Linked DNA regions of Mus musculus: region 2 is linked to region 1. A link is a contact called in public promoter capture Hi-C data. All regions are on one chromosome and are shown on one strand. Each heading gives the region's core, a stretch centred on a gene start, on an enhancer-like site or on the middle of the called end of the contact. The rest is flanking DNA. Distances are from core to core; before and after follow the strand shown. Region 1 holds the start of Eif2b5 (eukaryotic translation initiation factor 2B, subunit 5 epsilon). Region 2 holds the start of Arvcf (armadillo repeat gene deleted in velocardiofacial syndrome).

Evidence for each region. Capture Hi-C pulls out chosen DNA fragments and counts their contacts.
Region 2: a promoter capture Hi-C map of liver shows a contact between it and region 1, with 2.4 times the contacts expected there. The contact joins the promoter of Arvcf here to the promoter of Eif2b5 in region 1. A contact is called at or near these places in 1 of 39 promoter capture datasets (hippocampal neurons) and 1 of 9 other capture datasets (liver).

The regions. Positions count from the first base shown.
Region 1 is chr16:20,496,261-20,500,329 of GRCm38.p6, reverse strand. Eif2b5 (eukaryotic translation initiation factor 2B, subunit 5 epsilon) reads right to left here and starts at 1,513. Exons shown (of 16, transcript NM_172265.2): 1 at 1,234-1,513; 2 at 21-145. The coding sequence starts at 1,416.
Region 2 is chr16:18,346,567-18,350,856 of GRCm38.p6, reverse strand. It overlaps Arvcf (armadillo repeat gene deleted in velocardiofacial syndrome), which reads right to left and starts at 2,675. Exons shown (of 18, transcript NM_001272029.1): 1 at 2,401-2,675. It also overlaps a transcript of Tango2 not described here.

The DNA.
Region 1 (4,069 bases), core at 264-2,763:
GAAAAATTATGAAGCCTTACTGTAAGTGTTCTTTGATCTGAGCAGCTTTCCAGCAGCAAAAGACAAATGTTTCCTGTACACCCGTGGCAGTCAGGAACTCCAGAGTATAGTCAATTAGCGCAACGTTGGCCAGGGGCAAGAGGACCTATAGGGCAGGAAAGAAAAAGTCTGAGATCTTCAAGTCAGGATTATACTTTGGTATACTTTGGTTTGCAGACACTATAATCGACTTTATCCTTTTATTCTAAAGCAAACAGGCTCTAAGGGTCAGTCTAAGGCTCTGGAATTTGAGCCTAGTAGGCATGGTATCAGACACAAACATGTTCTAGGAGCCCAGTGCTGGCATTAAGGACAAATGTTGGCCCTAAGTCATAGCTCTAGAACTCTAAGCACTAAGGTCTTCTTCATAGAATTTCCTTCTATTGTTCTATTGCCACTAAGAGTCACAGAAATCATTCAAACACTTGTCAAAAATGAACAGTCGTTAGCCTTAGGAATTCTTTTTTTTTTTTTTTTTTTTTTGTGGTTTTTTGAGACAGGGTTTCTCTGTATAGTCCTGGCTGTCCTGGACCTCACTTTGTAGACCAGGCTGGCCTCGAACTCAGAAATCCGCCTGCCTCTGCCTCCCGAGTGCTGGGATTAAAGGCGTGCGCCACCACGCCCGGCTATTAGGAATTCTTAAGTCAAAGGCAAATCCCTATTTGAATGAACTATGGATTGCTGAGCGACCCAGTAGTCTGCAAGCGCAATGCCTATTTCCTATGTCTAGGTAATTCCTAGACTGATGGCAACCCACTGGGGTCCCCTTTCAGCAGATGGGAGGAAAACAGCCTGCTGAGAGCTAGCCTTTTTTCCTTTAGGAATATATTACCATTGCCTTTATCTAAAGCAATTTCTTTAAATTGCCCATGTCCTGCAAGGTTAAAGACAGTGGAGGCCCCTCTTGTGCTACTAAATCCCCCGGGGAAGCCTTCTTTCAAGCATTGATTCTACACACAGCCCTCTCCATCCTTCCCAAGGCTGGGTGTATAGCCCTGCGAGAATCCATGTGTGCTAGTTACTCATCTGATCGGACAGCCTCCGAGGTTTCAGTCGGTCTCTCCACCTTTTCCTAACCAGATAAGCTCAACTTGAGGGTAACTTCCAGAGCACGCTTCACTAACCAGCTGCAGTGGCAACCTGCGGCCCCGCTACCCTCGAGGCCGGCAGACTGCTCGCGAGCCGGGTGCTCACCCGAGGCTGGTCCTTGGAGATGGGGAAGAAGCGGCGGTTGAAGCTATCGGCCACTAGAACTGCCTGGAGGGGCGGCGGCGGCTCCTCCTCCGCACCTTGGGTTCCCCCGCCGCCCGAGCCGCCGCCGCCGCGTTTGCTCGCTCGGCCGGCCGCAGCGCCAGGCACCGCCGCAGTGGCTGCCATCTTGCTTCGCAGCCAGCACGTCCGCCGGGAAGTCACACGGCACGCAGTAGGGGACAAAAAGGACTCACAGTCAAAACGCGAAGGTGTAGTTGCAGGGAGAGAAAGAGGAAGGAATGCGCATGTGTGTACCAGCAGACCCCACCCACCCCGTGCAAGACCAGGGCGTGGCTGACCGCAGTAGGTGCTACTGGGAGGTGTATGCACCCCAGAGGGGTGAGATCCCACCGTTGTCTACTTAGTCAGTGAGTGCTGTTGGATTGGACAAGCTAAGAAGGCAGCGAGCTGGATAGGCTTGTGATCGCTGGGCAGGAGCCTACAGCTCCTCTGCCCAGAGTAGGATAAAATTTGTAGTTCTCAGGGATTGGAGAGATCACTCAACAGTTAAGAGCACTTACTGCTCTTGCAGAGGATCCACGTTCTGCGCCTGGCGCTCACGTGGTAGCAAGCAACTATTCACAATTGCAATTCCAGGGTGTCCGACACACTTTCGACCGGGCACTGGATGCCTGTGGAAAACACTCATCCACATAAATCTAAATATAAAATGAAGCTCCCCACTTGCAGTCTAGTAATCTAAGGGGATCTGGCATCTTTGGGAGGGAAACCACGATCTGCACAAATACTGGACATGGAGGCAGGCTGTAGATTTTTACTGAACACACACCTATTATGGGTGCTCCCTCCCCCCTTGCCAGAAATACGACCTAGAGCGACAGGCATTTCTTAAACCCTCAAATCGGAACCAAGGGAGCACGCCCAACTAGTGAGTGGAAAAACTGCTGCTGGAGCTCATCTGACTCCCATGGTTCTGAAAGAGTAGTAAACTCAGTGCTCCAAGGTATGCTAATCATAAAACAGATAGCGACATTCCTCCACCCACCGGCTTCCTGGGTTCAAAGAGTGTTAATTCAAAGAAAGTCACCCTGACCCACTCTGACCATTGCTGGAACCTGCAATGCAAATGTGCTATCGTTAGGGGCTCTTAGAAACTGTCTTGAGAGTTAACAATTACCAGGTATTCCTTGTGACACCTGTGACTCTGTACTTCCTTGTGACTCTTAACTGGTATTTTTGGTATTTTCCAACAACGCCCTTCCCACCTCCTTGAGTTGTGGTTCCTTCCTTTAAATACCCCCTTATCCAGCTACTCGGGGCGCCACAGTCCTCTACCCCTGCGTGGTGTATGACCGTGGGCCCGAGAGCGCTCTTGAATAAAAATCCTCTTGCAATTTGCAGCAAGACCGTTTCTCGTTGGTGATTTTGGGGTGTCGCCTCTCCTGAGTCAGAACGTGGGGGAGTCCTCACGTTGTGGGTCTTTCAGTTCCACAAGCGTTATCCCAGATGAGGCTGGATCTAAGAGCAGGAGTAAACTGGGTAGGACTGGGGCGTAGTAGCAAGCTTTTCAGGCTAGACTGAAGTGGAGCAGCAGGTTTTGGTAAAAGAAGCCGTGGCCGCAGTTTATAAATCAAGCTTAAGGCGGAGGAAGCAATGGCACGCAGGCTGGGCGTAATTCTGTCAAGCCAAAAATTCCAGTAAGTAATCTGCCCAATCAGCAACAGAACCTCTGCTAATCCCACAGCCCGCAAGTTTCGGCAACTCCCTCTGTTGCTTCCACCCACCTCCCCGCAGATGTTCTCCGGTGGAGTGGTGAGCCTATGTTTCTAGTGTATCGCTACTCGTTAGCTTCCTTGTGGAACCCAGAAACCTGTCATTTCTTCCTTCGCCCAGTTAATGAGGGTGCTATGAGGACAACGTTTGCTTCTGAAAACGTTAGTACAGAGAGGGAAAAGCTTAGTAAAAAATTTCAATTAAATCGAAGTCGGACAGGTCACCTAAGAGCGTATGCTTCCAAAACCGATTGAGACAGGGGGAATCTCAAGTGAGAGCTGTAGCAATGCCTCGTGACAACTGATCAAACAAGTAGGCAAACACGACCAAAATAAAATTAAGTATAAATATACCTTCTGGGGGACTGTTTGCGCTACAGATCTACATGAAGAAGAAAAATGTGCACTTGTGGGAACTTCTCATGCACACAGACTCTTGCTCAAACACGGGATCCCGGAAATGCTGAATGTGGAGTTCAGTGGCTTGAGAAATTGGGTAACACTGCCCTCTACAGATCAGTGTGATGTAGTGAGCCTTCACCAATTCCCAGAGTCTATGTCATAGACTTTATGACAAATGAAGTCTTCTTTTCTTTTTGCCATAAGGTCTCACTACATGTCCCTGCCTGCCCTGGTACTGCTCACTGTATATACCAGGCTGGCCTCCAACTTGTAGAGACCCACCCGACTCTGCCTCTCGAGTGCTGGGACTAAAGACGTGGATCATCATGCCCAGCCTATGAAGTCATTTTTTTACGTGGAGGTTTTCTGGACTGTGGGGTAGGAAACATCTGTAATGTATATGGAGGTCAGAGGCCCTGTAGTAAAGGAGTCTTTTTTCCTATTCTGAGATTCAGACTCAAAGACAAGTTGAGTTTCTTGAAGAGATTAGAACACAAGGTTTCTGAGACAGCATTGCCCAGAGAAAGAAATGATGATCCTGTGAGCCAGCCCAAGGTCTCCAGCCCACAGCGGTCAGAAGTTACTGGTATAGTGTGAAGTTGTTCCTGGCTAGCTGATTACCCAACTGCCCCAAGGAAGGTGTG
Region 2 (4,290 bases), core at 1,426-3,925, 2.2 Mb after region 1:
AGGCACACACACTGGGTTTCTCCACAGAGACACTGCCACTACCTGCCTGTACCCCACAGACCTACTCAGACTCTGGGAAGGGTCTGCAGCCATGTTATAGCGCCATGCCACTGACGTAACCATGGGGCTTAAGACTGGGGTACAAGCTTAAACACCAGACCAGCAAGCTATGGGCCAGCAAAGGCTGACTATGTGGAGAGTTCCCACAGGTACAAGCTGAGTCAGGCCAGACTGAGCATGAGAGGCAGGTAATTTAGGATCACATACGCCCACCCTGGATCAAGATGGCCTGCCTAAGTAAGAGCTTGCTCGGTGCTGACTGTATTGTACCGCAGCAGGCTGTAGTCTTGCATGGGTCGCCTTGGGCTCTGCTCTGTACGCATAGGTAGGACTGAAAATGCAAGTAGCTGGGAACGTGCCCTTCCAGTAATCACAGATACAGAGAGCCCTTCAGCCAACAGGCAGGGAAATTCATTCTGCTCAATGACGAGTACCTGCCCCAGCCAAACCATCCCTCCTTACCCATGACAAGAACGCACTGACTGTTCCTATGAACACTGATGTGTTCATACACGTGGACACAGCTCATGTCTGGACTGCCCTGCAAAACCATTTCCATCTACCAGTGCCCTTCTGGGTCTAGGTGTCACTATCCCATGACTACGTGGCCCTCAGATCTCCCTCAGAGCTCAAGAAATCTCTACCTCCTCCCCAACTGTGCATCCTGACAACCAGCCAAGAAGGAGCAGAGCCCTGGCTTTCCAGCTAGGCATGTGTTGGAGCTCCAGGCTCCTGTGGTGTGAAGGGAGCTCAGCCTGAACCCCTGTGCTGCACAAAGAAGGATGGGGTACGTCGTCGCCCTGCTCCTGTGGAAGCCATGCAGAGGGTGCCTGGGACAAGAAAAGGCGACCTGGAAGGGGAGGGGAGGGAGAGAATGAATGTCGGGAGCCACAGAGCACAGACTGAGCGGGGAGGAGTGTAGCAGCTGGGACATGGGAGAGCCTTGGTCACCAGCGTCTGTGCAGACAAGTGCTGAGGATGGCACATCTAAGAGGCCCCAAGTGGGCACTGGCTTGGCCGTGCTCGGAAGCACCTCTGTCATCATGCCAAGTTTTTCCTGCCTGACCCCAAATGGAAAGTGGTCATAGACAACAAGAAGCATCAAATACCTCAGATGACACAAACTTGTAGGTTCAGGCCTTTTCAGATAGCTAATATCTCTCTAGACCACCTGTTTCTGAAGCAAACTTAACCTCAGAACACAGGGACCAACTTCAACATCCTGGTATATCCTCAAGATCCTGAGACACTCCCCAAAGCAGGCAACACTTGCTCTGGATAGACTACCCGGGTCCTGGACCAAAAGAGAGGTAGAAGGACTGGGGATCCCAGTGTGGAATTACAGGCACTCAATGCATAGCTGGTCCTACTTAGGGAAAAGATATTCCCAAAGACAATTTGGGTATGGCTCCATCCCTTAGCTTTATAAAAGTAAGCATGTGTTTTGCATTTCGGATTGTTAGCCCACATTAAGAGTCTAGCCTAAGAGTTAACACAAACAGAAGCATTTTCTTTCTTTTCCATCATTTCTAAATGTCTGAATCCTCAGAGACAGTCCCCTAGTACCTTAGACACTGATACCTGACACTGAAACAAATAGTTAAATATTGAATATAAGTAGCATTTAATTATTTAAAAATTAAAAGGGGAAAGCCATGGTATCCAGGCCTCCTGAAGCAGAGCAACTCCAGACTTGCATATTCTCCAGGGCTGGTGTCCCACTGAGGAATGTAGGGGTATCTAGGGAGGAGATTCAAGCAGGGACACCAGACAAGGGATTCCCAGCAGCGCCTCCTCTCTCTTTTGTGAGGCCTTAGGAGCATCGTCGCTGCGTAGGGACATTCCCTTGGCATCGCCAAGACCCTGCGCTCACCAACAGCCGTACCACCCCGGGAAGTTCCCCAGCCTCGCCGCCCGAGTCCTGGTAAAGTTTCCATAGCCGTCGGGTCCCTGCTTGCAGGCTCTGCAGTGGCTCGCGGAGGGCAAAGCTGTGGGAGCTGGGTCCAGTTCATCCCGGAGGCTGAACAGCCCGGAGGCTGAAGCCGGCGCCGTAGCCAGGTTGGACAGAGCCCTGAGGTCATGCACAAAGGGACCCGCCCCCAACCACCCGGGTCTCTGGGGACCCGTCGTGTGCTAGAGCGCGGGTGAGCAGAAGAACCAGCTTCCGAGCCCCACCCAGACCTAAAGTCCGAGCCCAGGACCCTGTCCCTATCTTAGTCCGCATCTCAGTCTAGACACTATACCAGCTCGCTCCCCCAGGACCTACCCCTAATCCTGGCCGGGGCCCGAGTGTCCAGCCCCAGGCCCACAGCCGGACCCCGCCCACCCGGCCGAGCTCACCTGGCGCGCGGCGTGGGCGGCTCCGCAGCGCGGCCTCCGCCCCCAAGACAGGCGTCCCCAGGTCCCCCGGTGCGCGGGGAGCGGCCTCTCCAGCGCCCAGCACCGAAAGTGGCTCCCGGGGCCACAACTTGTGCTTGTGAGGAGGTGAGGGGGGGAACACTCCTCCTCCCCTACTGGAGCAGCCAGCAAGCAGGCTAGCCCTCCTACCCCTCCCGCTGCCCGTGCGCAAAGCGGACCTGGCCGGAGACGAGGCCTCCGCCCCGCCCCATCCAACTGCGAATTTTCCCATTGGTAGAGAGACGCGCCCCGCAACCCGCACCGATTGGATGGATGTGCAGAGATTGCGGCTTGCTGTTGGGTTCCTGGTATTGTCAGTCTTAGCCCAGGTCGGCCCCCTAGCAGAGCAGGCCCTGACACCTGCCCGGAATGCTGTGGCTGCAGCAGCTGCAGGAGGCTCGGAGTTGCCCCCTCCCGGCCATCTTCAGAGGAGTTCTGGGGATAGTAGGCCCTGAGCTGGAACTTGCAGGGCAGGCGGTCACTCCCGGATTCCAGCAGCGTTGTCTCCATCTCCACCCCAAGTTCCCAGGTATCCTGCTGTTAACCGGACATTGAGCGTCGATTCCTTTCTATTGGCATAGAATGGTATTTATCTTACACTCCGCAAGTGTAAAGATAAATCCCATTTTACAGATAGAAAATTGAGGCTTTAGGCAACCAGGGCGTGAACCCAGTCGTTGGACTTCCAGCCTTGGGGGCTCTCTCACTGTCCCCATAACCCCTGCAGCAAGGACGAACAAGGTCAGCTAGGCTGGTACAAAGTGGGGATGGTTGCAGTGATTTTGAGGGCAAAAGCAGACTCTAGAAAAACTAGAGCTTTTTTTCTTCTATGAAGCCTGTATTTACAGAGCCTTTGGGCACTCCCTACAGCTGCATGAGACTGCTCTTTCCCCGGGGCAATGAAAAGCGTCCTCTTCCCGGGAAAGGGGAATTATGTGTTTATCTCTTCCCCACTACACCCTGGTGTCCCGATTTCCTCTGCCCTGCTTTGAGTCTTGGAGAAATATCAAGGAGCTTTATCCACTGCCTGAAAAGATAAACACATATTTCCCTACTAGGTAAAGCACACCAAACACATCTCTGCAGTGACATAAGGCAGTGGAGGGGACCCACGGGGGATGCTGTAACATAAACAGGAGATGGAAGTGCAGACTGTGGAAATGAATCTGGCCTGTGCTTGCTCAGAAGCCTCTTATCCTGAGTGCACTGGAAATGAGCAACTCTTCTGGGCTGTCGGTGTTTCCCAAGGCCCCTTACAGATAGTGCTAATGGAGGCCAGGGTGTGTGTGTGTGTGTGCGTTTGTGTGTGTAGGGGGTCTACCCAGATGGTCATATTTCACCCACCTATGCTGAGTCCAGTGTGCTCACCCAATAAGGGTTGCTTGGTGAAGACAAAGAAAGTAAATGCCTGGAGCAGGAGCTCACTTCTGGGTCGCCTACAATACAAATTGATACCAGGAGCTTTTCAGAGTCAAGGCAGTTGCTACTAATCCGTTGGTATTGCTACTTGAAATGAACACCATTTGGCATCCTGGTATTGAGATATTGTTGCAGCTCTGGCAAGGCAGAGTGAGCAACTCTAAGAAAGCAGAGTCTTCCAAGAAGGTAGCTCTCTCTAGGTAAAGCTGTAACTACAGCTCTCTACTAACTACAGCTGTCTTTCTGGTTAAGTTGCTGTGTGGTGGGGACTCTCTTTCCTCAGTTAGAAGTGGATTTAGTCAATCCAGCTCTACCCTGGCCCGTACTCATCCTGGAGCACCTCTCTTGAAGACCCCATAGCTCTGGATCATACCACTTCCCCATACTTGCTGATGGGACAGAGGCTGAACAGGT